Regions from separate parts of the Mus musculus genome. Here region 1 is linked to region 2. Evidence: chromatin contacts called from public HiChIP or PLAC-seq data. All regions are on one chromosome and are shown on one strand. The core of a region is the stretch at or near the end of the contact, and the rest is flanking DNA. Distances in the headings are between cores, read along the strand shown.

What was found. HiChIP or PLAC-seq counts read pairs in DNA pulled down with a chosen protein or histone mark.
Region 1: a contact with region 2 is called in an H3K4me3 HiChIP or PLAC-seq map of embryonic stem cells, with 18 read pairs. The contact joins the enhancer-like site here to the promoter of Mdfi in region 2. A contact is called at or near these places in 7 of 39 promoter capture datasets (the C10 cell line, cranial neural crest, embryonic stem cells and 3 more) and 2 of 115 datasets of contacts at active chromatin or transcription factors (both in embryonic stem cells).

Annotation. Positions count from the first base shown.
Region 1 is chr17:47,894,476-47,900,535 of GRCm38.p6, forward strand. The region is part of intron 2 of Foxp4 (forkhead box P4); the gene reads right to left. Among named protein-coding and RNA genes, the nearest start is that of Foxp4, 27 kb to the right of the region's middle. Within about 2 kb of position 4,091, at least 61 of the 459 cell types and tissues checked have an H3K27ac peak or open chromatin away from gene starts, as enhancers often do. A contact at or near this core is called in embryonic stem cells, where this site is marked.
Region 2 is chr17:47,830,073-47,835,805 of GRCm38.p6, forward strand. It overlaps Mdfi (MyoD family inhibitor), which reads right to left and starts at 3,219. Exons shown (of 4, transcript NM_001276390.1): 1 at 2,872-3,219. The coding sequence starts at 2,947.

The DNA.
Region 1 (6,060 bases), core at 2,841-5,340, 65 kb after region 2:
CCTCCCCACCCCTCCATGTGTGTGTGGACTCAGGGCAATGCTGGAAGAGTACCTTGTTTATCCTCTGCCTGGCAGCCTTGAGTGTTGGAGGGCATCGAGCCAAGTGGGGTCCAAATGATTGGTTATGACCCCATGATTGGTCTGAATGTCCTATCAGTAAAGGAATGTCAGATAGGTCAACAAAGAACATGGAGAGCCCAGAAAGGGGCTCCGGCCTAACCCAGAGACACAGTGGTATAAGCAGGGCCAGCATCCACCAGACCTAAAGCTGGGCTCTGCAGGGAAAAGGAACAAGAGCCTGCCTCGGGTGATGGGGGACTCCACACTAGCAAATTACGTTCACGGGTGGTGGTGAGGGCGGCCCTAACCAGTAACACCACACTTTCTCGTGTGCCTCTGGAAAAGGGTCACAAAACTGGAATTCAGTCTCATCCATACTATCGTTCTGTGAGCTTCAGGGATTAAATTCAGATCACTAAGCATTCGGGGCAAGCATCTTCAGCCCCCGAGCCACGTTACTGGTCCTGCACTGATCATGAATGTGTCTAGGGCAGGCTGGATTTAGGTGAAGGAGAGCCCAGAAGGCCTCTAGGGATGCTACATACACCGGCCCCCTTCCAGAGTGTCACATCCGAGAATCGAAGGAGCCACTGTCAAGTTCAAGAAACAATTCTTTTTCCTTCCTTCCTTCCTTCCTTCCTTCCTTCCTTCCTTCCTTCCTTCCTTCCTTCCTTCTTTCCTTCCTTCCTCCCTTCCTTCCTTCCCTCCCTCCCCCCTTCTCTCTCTCTCTCTCTCTTTCTCTCTCTCTCTCTCTCTCTTTCTTTCTTTCTTTCTTTCTTTCTTTCTTTCTTTCTTTCTTTCTTTCTTTCTGTTTTTTAGAGGCAGGGTTTCTCTGTGTAGCCCTGGCTGTCCTGGAACTCACTCTGTAGACCAGGCTGGCCTTGAACTCAGAAATCTGCCTGCCTCTGCCACCTGAGTGCTGGGATTAAAGGCGTGCACCACCACTGCCCGGCAAGGAACAACTCTTAACTGCCTGGTTTAGAGGGCGAACAACTACCAGACAAACCAATCCTGAGGCAGCTAAGCCCTATACTGAGAAGGCCAGCTACATAAAGCATTGCACGGAGGCTTCTGAGGGAGACTCCTTGCCACAGAGGCCCCCAATCCTTCCCAGGGAGAGTGTTCAAGGCTGAGAGACAGGTGGTACAAAGGCCCCGGGGTAGAAAAAGCAAAGCAGGAGGCCTATCGCACATGTGTGAGCTGGCACATGGAGGCCAACAGTCAGCACCGGGTAGCTTCCTCAATAGCCGCCCCTTTGGTTTTTGAGACAGCGTATCTCGAGTTTGCCCATTTGGCTGAGCTAGCTGGCCAACGGACTGCCGGTCTCTGCCTTTACAGTACGTTCTAGACCTTTTTAATGGGCACAGGGACTAGAACTCAGGTTTTCACGCTTGTTTACCAAGCACTTCACTTGCCTGGGTCACGTCCCTGATCTGTTGGTTTTTGTTTTTAATATTTTTTTAAAAGATTTATTTATTTATTTATTTATTTATTTATACTGTTAATATTTTCAGACACAAGAAGAGGGTATCAGATTCCATTACAAGTCACCATGTGGATGCTGGGAATTGAACTCAGGACCTCTGGAAGAGCAGTCAGTGTCCTTAACCACTGAGCCTGCCTGCTTGCTTTCTTTCTTTCTTTCTTTCTTTCTTTCTTTCTTTCTTTCTTTCTTTCTTTCTTTCTTTCCTCTCTTCCTTCCTTCCTTTCTTTTTTAAAATTTATTTTATGTATATGAGTACATTGTTGCTATGTTCAGACACACCAGAAGAGGACATCAGATCCCATTACAGATGGTTGTGAGCCACCATGTAGTTGCTGGGAATTGAACTCAGAACCTCTAGAAGAGCAGTCATTGCTCTTAACCACTGAGCCATCTCTCCAGCCCCCTTCTATCTTTCCAGCCCATCTTTAATAGTCTTTTCTCTTAGTGTGCATGGTCTTTTTTGTTTGTCTTTGCCTGCATGTGTGTCTATGTACCACATATGTGCCTGGTGCCCACAGAGGTCAGAAGAGGGCATCGGATTACAGACAGTTGTGAGTCAACATGTAGGTGCTAAGAATCAAACCCCAACCCTCAAGGAGAAAGTCAGTGCTGTTAAAACACTCAGCCATCTCTCTAGCCCCATCTATTTCTGTTTTTAAGACAAAATCCTGCTATTTGTGGACTAACCTTAAGCGTATGACTTTCCTCCCTCAGCCTCTTGCGCACCTGCATGCCAGGCCGGTCGGATGAAGGTCACCTCATTCGACACTGGAGATGGGGGAATCCTCTGGAAGACTTTGAGCAGAAAGTGATACCTGGCACCCCCCCTCCCCCGCTAGTAAACAGCAGGCATCTAATAAGTGTTCCTACATGCTCACCCATTCCTCAAAACTCTTTTCAGACAGATGAGAGGGGGTGCAGGGAAAGGGGGTCGGGCACCACAGAGGGAACTAACCTCAGGAACTGACACAGGTTCTTGACCAGTCAGGCTTTGTCCACCAATGAAGAGACGTAAAGATGAAATTATACGGGGGGTGGTGGGGAATGGTGTGTGTGTGTGTGTGTGGGGGGCAAAAATCGTGTGGTGGGAAAGACTATAAAACCCCCAAAGTAATACTATTTTTCTTCCCTTGGAGACCTTTCTCTCTCTCTCTCTCTCTCTCTCTCTCTCTCTCTCTCTCAAGCTTTTTGGAAAAGGCTGTAAATTTTTTTTTTTGTTGTTTTACACCAACCTCGTAAAAATGACATCGGCACATTCTCAAATTAGAACCATTAAAATGAAACCCAGCGAAGCTCACACAGGCAGAGCCCTCGAGGGTGGGAGACATCATGTCATGGTACAGTCGCCGAGTCTCCCTGCCTACTCCACAGAGGGCTCCCTCTTCGCGCAGAGGTCGGCCTCTGCAGGGGCAGAGCAGCCAGGAGTCTGCAGTACAGAAAGGACTTGGTCTTTGGGAGGTTCCCCATCCTTCAGCACAGGTGAGCTCAGCTCCCAGTGACAGTCAGAGCCAGCTTGGCATAGTGTCACAGTGTTGCAAGAGACAGGATGTCAGTCCCAATGGTTGAAGGGATGGTATCTAGACACCAACAAGGGCCGAAAGTGCAGAGGTGGAGAGGGCGGTTCATAGTCAGGTCCTCTGTCTTAGCTGTAGAATTCTCTGGAAGTGGGTCTATTCCGCCCTGCCTGGCCCCAGCTAATTCTATAGGGGACTGGGATTAGACTACAAACTGCCAGATCCCTTCTTTCCCCCAGGGCTCCTATTAGAGCATCTCAAAGCAACACCAGCTCCCACTGAAGGTTTTAGGGGAGCCCTATGGGTGGCTAGAATACAATTCTCCCCCCCCCACAACCCTACCATAAGCCCATTGCCTTCAGGTGAAAAAGATCCCCCAAATCTTCCTCCAGCCCCTCAATCCTCCTCAGTGGGGATGAATCCTCTGCCATGGAAAGGGGAGTCCCTCCCCCAAGCCTTGGGTCCTTTCCTTTCTCCTAAAGGGAGGCAGGCTACCTCTTGGCAGAAGGGTGACCTTTGGCTTACTAATTCTACCTTTTCTGCCTTTTTGGAGCTGAGGGACAGTGAGTGAGTGCCTTGGGTACTGTACCCTGGGTAGTATCTCTTTGGACACCCCAGCTCCTCTGGGGAGGGGCTCCATCTCCAGTTGGACAAAGAGAAGTTAGCTGCAGGGACCAGAGCTGAAGCAGAGGAATTCAGTGCATGAGGCAGGGAGTCCTGAAGACACGGGCCCCTGACCAGCAGGAAGCCTTCAGACAACTGTTGGCAGCCAGTGTGCACTGGGGCGGGGCTGATCCCCACTGGAAGCTCTCTTTCCACCCAGCCCTTCTAAGTAGCTTGGGCAGAAGCGGGCCAGATGGAGGAAAAGACTTTCTATTCTTCTTCTCCCCTCCCCCAACCCCCTGACTCCCTAACCCCCCCATCTCTTTCTCTTTGGAGGGGGTGAGTTAAAAGCCCATTACTGTGCTGAGCCCCCCAACCCTTTTGAATCTCCCTCACAGGATGTGACCAGGGTGGGATTTGGCCCGGTTGCTGTGGCAACTGAAGGGGGAGTTCCCAGACGCTAGGCAACCCTCTGGTGACCCTCCCTGACCTGTCACCCCTGCAACCCAAGGACAATGGGAACGCTGGGGCTGGGGGCCCAGCCCTTTCAGCTCGGTGTGGCCGGAGGCTCCGAATCCCCCACCCTGCCAGTTCAGCCTGCCTGGCTCCAAGTCCAGCTGGCTGCCAGCACACCAGGACCAGACCCTAAAATCTTCCAAAACCAGGGGCACACCTCTCACAGCCCAAACCCAAAGGGCACCTGTGGCTCCACACAGCCTTTTCAGTAGCAGAGGCAAAATAAGGCTCCACCATTACTTGTTCAGGGTGACCTGCAACTCAATATGGTGGCAGATGGCCTTGAACTTCTTAGGTTTTTGTTTCCACCTTTCAAGTCCAGGTGCTATAGGCCTGTGACATTGTGCGCAGTTTACGCTGAGGATTGAACCCATGGCACTAGGTATGCAGGGCAAGCGCTCTACCAACTGTGCTAGTGTTTCTGCTAATGGATCCCAAAGGTCTGTGGTCCTCCCACACCACCTTCACAGGATGGAGTCTCCACAGAGCACAGCAGTTGATGTGAGGAGAGCCCCAGAGTGACAACAGAGCTTGGCATGCCAGTGGCTCTGTTACTAATAAAGGCTCTGGGAAATACTGAAATGAGGTAGCAAGGGACTCTGTGCAGCCAGAACTGGCCTGGCAGCTAAGCCGGGTCACCCCTTCACCTCTGTTTAAACAAGGTCGCAGCCTGTGGTTGCATGGAGATGGAGCACCAGCTCTTGCTCTGAAGTGACGTGGCTGCCCTCTTCAGCACTGTTTGCTCTGTCCTGCCACCGCCTGATGTCTGACAGCCCTGTCTGGCTGTCTCTCAACTCATTACTCTTAAAGGCCAGGACTAGATTTGTTTACTCACAGCAGACAGACAGGGACCCACAAAAAAGGGATCAGGGATGGGACACCCTGGAAGGCAAGATGACAAAATGTGGCCTGCAGACTTATTCTGTCAAGCCTCTGCCTCTAAGCAGGCACTAAGAGTGGCCTCCTAGGGCAGTGGGCAGAGCCTCCCTCCCTGTGCTCCTTTTTCTGACACAGGGATTCAGTGTCCAGTCTCTACTTCATCATGTACCACTGTGCTCTGCAGAGATGCTTGTGCACCTCTGTGTGTGTGTGTGTGTGTGTGTGTGTGTGTGTGTGTGTGTGTGTTTACATGGGTGTGCCTGCCTGCTCACCTGTGCAGGTTTCTGTGTTGAGGTCAGCGGCTGACAGTGGGATATCTACCTCAACTGCTTTACCACATTAGTGTTTTAAATGTCATCCAGCTATTCTTCAAGGGTGATGGACCTGTATACAATGTATTCACATTGTATCAACCCCCAGGCCCCTATGGATCCTCCCCTTCTTGAGACAGTGTCTCTCACTGAACCTGGGACTTACAGTTTCACCTAGACTAAATGGCCAGTGGTATCCGGGGACTCCTCTCTCTGTCACCCAAAAACACACTATGCTGGGATTACAGGTTTGTCCCATGACACCCAACATGTACGTGGGTGCCAGGGATCCAAGCTCAGGTTCTCATGCATGTACTGTCTCCACTCAGCCATCTCCAGAGCCCCAGGACCACTGAGGTTTGACCAGGGTCTCGCCAAGTAGCCCAGACTGTTCTTAAACCTGAGATGCTCTGGCCTCAGCCTCCTGGGTGCTGGGATTATTAGCATGTGTGACTACACTTGGCTTTACAGTTACTTTTGTTTTCTGCATTCTTTAATTTTTACTGTTAGTGTGTATGTACGTGCAGCCGGTGCGCAGGTGCCACGCTGTAAGCGCGTGGATAACTTTCTTCTCCCACTATGGCCTCTGGGGCTTGGGCTTACTCAGCAAACGACTCATCGTGTCACGGATCTTGCATCTTTTTCTTGTTTAAGAGACCCTTACAGGGCTGGAGAGATGGATCAACGGTTA
Region 2 (5,733 bases), core at 1,969-4,468:
GTTCACTTCAAGCCTGGCCAGTTCCTGTCCTGGGACTCCAAGTTTAGGCCCCAGCACTGTCATTGCAGATAGTAGATCTGGGTTCCCTGCCCTTTGGGCTATGACCATCTCTCTAGAGAGAAGATCTGGACTTCTGGCCAGAGAGTGATGTCTGGAACCCCACATTTCACTCTCTGTCTGACCAGACATCCAAAGCCTCTGGTCACACATCTTCAATGATTGTACAAAGGTCTTGTGTTCCAGGCAGACTAGCTTATCCACACCCTTGGGCTATCACAGCAGCTTCTGGCCAGACTCCCTCTGTACATAGAGTTCCTCGTGACCATGCTGCCACCATCCTTCCTGGTCTAGCCACAACATCATATCTTTCTCCAGAAAGCTTCCCTGACCCCTGCGACATCAGTCCTTTGTCCAAACAGCCATGTTATACCCACAACTTGGCAATGAAGCGCTCCCTGCCTTCTGCAGACCAGGCCCTTGTCCGTCCATCCCCTTCCCTCTTGGTGGTCAGGATTTACCTCTGCACGTCTGTGACTGAGTGTTGGTACTCAGAATACCCCAGATAAGGGAAAGGAGAAAAGGGACCACATCAAGGACTAGGGGTGGCATCTGGCTTTGAACCCTAAAGAGACAAGAGAAGGTAGATTCTTCTGATGTCCATGTCACAAGTGTGGATTCACTAATCATAGACCCAGGCCACTGAGTGGAGGACTAGAGAGGGTCTGAGCTGCCACTTGGGCTCAATCCAGTTGTTTTAGGTCCAAAGGCTTCAATTTCCAGGAAATTAAGTTTAGACCCATAGGTAGAAATGTAACTTTCCAGTGCTGGGCAGAAATCTTGCGGGTTAGGGAGCCAGGCTCTTGGGGTGTCAGGAATGGGTGAGGTAGAGGCCAGTGCGGGAGTCAGAGTCTCAGTGCTTGGCCACCTGTCCTAACCAGAGCTGCCCCGAGTCCTCTTGTGCCCTGTCTGTAACTTGGATGCCTGAGAGAGGAGGCCATGTCACTCTCTGGCTATTGAGCCAGCAGCTTTTGCTCTAGGGGACAGTGTCATGGCCAACTGTTCTGTGGGCACACAGGGAGCAAGGGGGATTCTGGTCTCCAAAGTCAGGCAGGCGTCTGTGGGGTTTTGGCTGAGTCTCCTGCGGTTTGGGCTTCCTGGGTAGCAGGCAGAACAGAACAGGACAAGTGTTATAAAAGCTGCATTGTCTGGCCCAGTTCAGGCTGGGGAGGGGGCTTGCTGGAACTCTGGGGGCCTCAAATTACAGCCCAGGACTAAGCCTTCCCAGCAGCTCCCCCTGGACTCGGCAGCCTGTCCTGGGCACACTCCGCTCCCCTCCCTTGCCACTGGGTGGAGAGCAGGTCAGACGAGGGAGGGGATCTTGGAAGGAGACATTACGGGAGAGCGCAGAGACAAACGAATAAGGGAAGCAAACAAGCATGGAAACGTGGGGGTGGGGGAGAGGGAGGCAGAGAGAGAGAGAGAGAGAGAGAGAGAGAGAGAGAGAGAGAGGACACAAAGGCCTCCCAACCCCCTGCTCCCCACTGTCCTTCCAAGCTAAAGGGGCCTGGCCCTTGGAGGAGGGTATCCCTAGAATTCTAAGTTTTGAATCAAGACTCTACAGGCTCTACCAGAACAGGGTCTTAGGGCTGGTGAAGTCAGAACACAGACACATTAGACTCCACTGGCCAGGCATCACTCAGTTTTGGGAGACTTTCCACCTCTACAGTTGGGAGAGGCCAGGCCAGGTAGACAAGCAGCCAAGACCATCCCCCAAACAGAGAGACAAACTTGGGTGGCGGAGGCTCAGGGTAGGGGCGAGAGGTGGGGGTGGAGACCCAGGCCTAGAGCAGGAGAAAGAACGTGTCCAAGGCCATGATGGGAGTTTGAGGTCCAGGATGACCTTGGGTTTTCATTACTGACAGTGTTGGGGAAAGGAGAGGTTGGTTTTGGTGGGAGGAAGGCAGGGCCTCTGACTGAGCCCAAATAGGGGCTTAAGTCAGGAAACCTGGGCCTACACCTCTGCACCCTGGCCACTCTGACTCTGAACGAATCTGGATGTCCATATGAGCCTCTAGGAAACTCTAGACTGTGAGGGCCGGGGGTTGGAAGGCTAAATTGGCAGAGGTGCCCCCAGGGAACCACACTCTCTTCCTTAGTCTGTAGGCTCCTGGGGCAATCAGGGTAGTTTAGCCTCTGAGGTGGGGGAAGGGACATTTTACTACGTTGTAGATTGTGTGTGTGTGTGTGTGTGTGTGTGTGTGTGTGTGTGCCAGCGTGAGTCCCATATAGGGTAGGGTAGGGACTGACGGGAGGGAATTTCAGCTAGCAAGAAGGAGAGAAGGGGCCAGGTTCCTAACCACTAGTTGCTGAGACAAAAGTTTTCAAAGAGCGCTCCAGCTACATTCTGCTTAGTTTGGGGGAAGGGAAGAAGAGAGACTCAGACACTGCCCCCCCCTCCCTGCCACACACCCCGCCTAAGGCCCTCATAAATATTTACACACTGGGCAGAAATGGTTCGGCCACAAATCCCAATATTATGGGCAGACATCGCAGACATCACGGAGTGTGTGTGTGTGTGTGTGTGTGTGTGTGTGTGTGTGTGTGTAGCTGGGGCTAGGGGGAGTTGGAGCCAACTCTGCACAGCCATGGCCGCCTGCTCCGGGCCCTGCCTCCTCACCCTAGCCCTCTACTCCCCTCTTATCCCCTTGGACCTGGTCCCCAATACTGAGACTTCCCATCCCCACCCCCACCCAAGCTCCTGGGAGCCATCCGCCTGTACGTCTCCAAGAGGACCAACAACCCCACCCCCAAAACTTCTCTCAGCCTCCACACCACTCTGGTCTAACCTTCGATCTCCATTCCCGCTCCTACCTGGGTCCAGGGCAGCGCTGGGGACTCCATGAGGCGCGTCGCAGCGAGAAGGGCACTGACCGCTCACCTGGGACATCGGCCTGGGACCTGGAGAAAACAGCGCTCAGCGGGCGGGGCAGGCCTCCCTCGCGTGTGCGTGGGGAAACGGAGTGGGTGCCCTAGCGCATACTCGTGCAAGCTGCGCGCTGCTGGCCTAGGCAGGTCACCTCGTGGACCCCGCCATGCGACACCTGGGTGTCGCCCGCGCCCCCTCCCCGCTCACTCGCTCTTGGCTCCCATTCCAGCGCCAGCTCGCACCCACCGATCGCCCCTTCCTTCTTCCTTCTCTCGTTCCAGCCCCCTCGCTCCTCCCCTCTTCCCTGGCCCACCCCGTCCCCGCCCCCTCCTCGCTGTCTCAGCCCCCCTCAGGCGTCCCCTCCCCCGTGCGGGACTCGCTGCTGCCAGGGCAGGACACGTCTGTCCGCGGGGCGTCCGAGGCCTGAGCCCCCACAGGAAGCCAGCTCGTCTGGTTTCCTCCCCTCGCTCAGAGCCAGGATCTCCAGTCTCCCCAGATCTCCGCCTACCCAGGGCCGGGAGAACCTCGCGGCTTGCACAAGGGGCCGCATGTTTTCCTTCGGTCTTAAACTTTGTAAAAGTTTCCAGAATATCAAAAGAAAGAAGTCACAATCATCCTGGGACAATGGTCTGAATAGTAGTAGCCCTCAAATCGCGTTGTCCCGAAGATCAGAGCAATCTAGTTCTTTTGGTGCCCTTTGTTCAAGTCCTGGATTTCCATTTCGGAGCTGGGTGCCTGGAGTTAGGGGCTCAGTCCGTCAGAAACTGGCTCTCCGGGAAGCTGGGCTGGTGTCGCATCAGCCTCCTGGTCCCATAGCAGCCAAAAACACCCCCAAGGCCCGCCATCCCCGCCAGTGCCAGTTGGACACGGGAATTCATTTTAGACAGACTGCCCATCACCAGGCTGTCACTCCAACTTTCTCACACGAGGGTGAGTGTAGAAGGAATTGAGGAGAGGCCAGTCTGTTGATCCGGCTGGTATGGTAAGCTCTGGCTGTGCGGAGGAACTGTCACCAAAAAGTGGGGGGGGGGCTCGGAGACCCTCAGAGTGACCCCAGGAGCTTGTAGGCAGCCAGGTGGGGCTTGGCAGGTCCGTGGAGGTGATTCTCAGGTGAGAAGTCCCTCTGGGACTCACACTGGACCTGAGCTGCCTCCAAGCCCGGCGGCGTCTGGGTCCACACCACCAGAGCTAATTAGGGAGGCGGCGGCGCCAGGACACCTCCTCTCAGCCTGCGTTACAACCGAGAGGAAAGCTGGGACGCCAAAGATGGAGCTCCCCCTCGGTCGCCTCCCAGTCCTCGAAGTCACTACTTACAGCTCTTGTAGGTCTTCTGGGCGCCGTCGGGGCCGGGACCCGCGTGGCCCCCACGGCGCCCGCAGCTCTCTCACCGCCCTCGGCCACGTTCCGGGGATAGGCAGGGGTGGCTGCGCTGGGGGGAAAGTGGGACGGGAGGGAGTCCCGCCCTGGACGTCTAGATGCTCGCTGCGGGAGACTTGGCGCCCTAGAGCCTCGGAGGTCAGGCTGCTGTCTGGGGGCGTCGCAGAGTTTGGGAGCACTCCTCCTTCCTGGTAGCGGCTGAGTCACTGCGACGCGCCCGCGGGAGGGTTTGGCGGCTGCTGCATTCTTCCCGGCTTACCTGAGCCGGTAGGCCGGGCCTCACCTGCCTTCAAAAGCAGCTCCCCAGTCTCTCCTTAGCTTCAGCGCCCCGCCTTTTTAAGTTTTTCTGTTTCAGATCAGGGCCTCTGGGACTAACGCAATCCTTGAGCCTCTTTGTTTCTAGGTCGTCCAGGAGGATGTCAAAGCGCCCCACCCCCCCTACCCCGTCAGAAGTCTACCTTTACATCTGTGTGCAGAAACACCTTCACCTCATGCACGCTAGTCACACAGATGTGCCCCCTTTGAGGACACAGCAATCAGAAGAACTAGACAACAGCATTTGTGATACTGTACCAAGTATCACAAGGGTACTTGTGGTGCGGGAACTTCCTGTTGTTGGGACAACATGCAGTCCAGTGTGGCCACAAAGTCCTCTGTGATGAGCTGCTGCTCCTACTTCCCAAGCGCTCTGATTACTGGGCCCCACATCTGCTTTGAGGGGCTCTAGAGATGAGGTTTCCTGTATGCTGGGCCAGCACTCTTCCCACTGAGCTATCTTCCCACCATGAGCCTTTTGGTATGGTACCTAGTATTTGAAAAAGAAAAAAAAAGCAGCATTTTGGTAAGGAGGGATCAAGGTGACACAGAATCTCGTTGTGTCAACAAGCTGGCTTGAGCCTCCTGACCCTCTGGCCACAGCACCCTAGATGCTGGGATTACAGGTGAGCACCACTATGCCTTGCTTCATCGAGTTGTTTCTTATCATTATATTATTTTTGAGACAGGGTCTCACAATGTTGCCATGGCTGGCCTGGAACACACTATGTAGATCAGGCTAGCCTCAAACACTTGCTTTGCCTCCCAAGGGCTGGGAGGTGTATATCCCTAAGCCCCACTATTGCTAGTACTTTTAATTCTTAGAGTATTATATAAAATAATGAGTTTCATCATGTGTCATTCTTCCGACTCGTTCCCCTCCCCCACTGCCATCTCCTTTGCCCCCTTTAGCTGGTTGCCTCTTTCTTATATTTATTCCCAGACCCTTGCTCCTCTCTAGCTCCCTTCACATCTTTTTCTATCCCCTTTCCTGGAGTTTCATCACATGCATATGCATATCTGTAGATACATACACATACACGGCTGTACCCATATGTGTCATCTTAAACCAAGGCTCCACCTCTGAGAGAAGATGTGCAGTGTTTGTCTTTCTG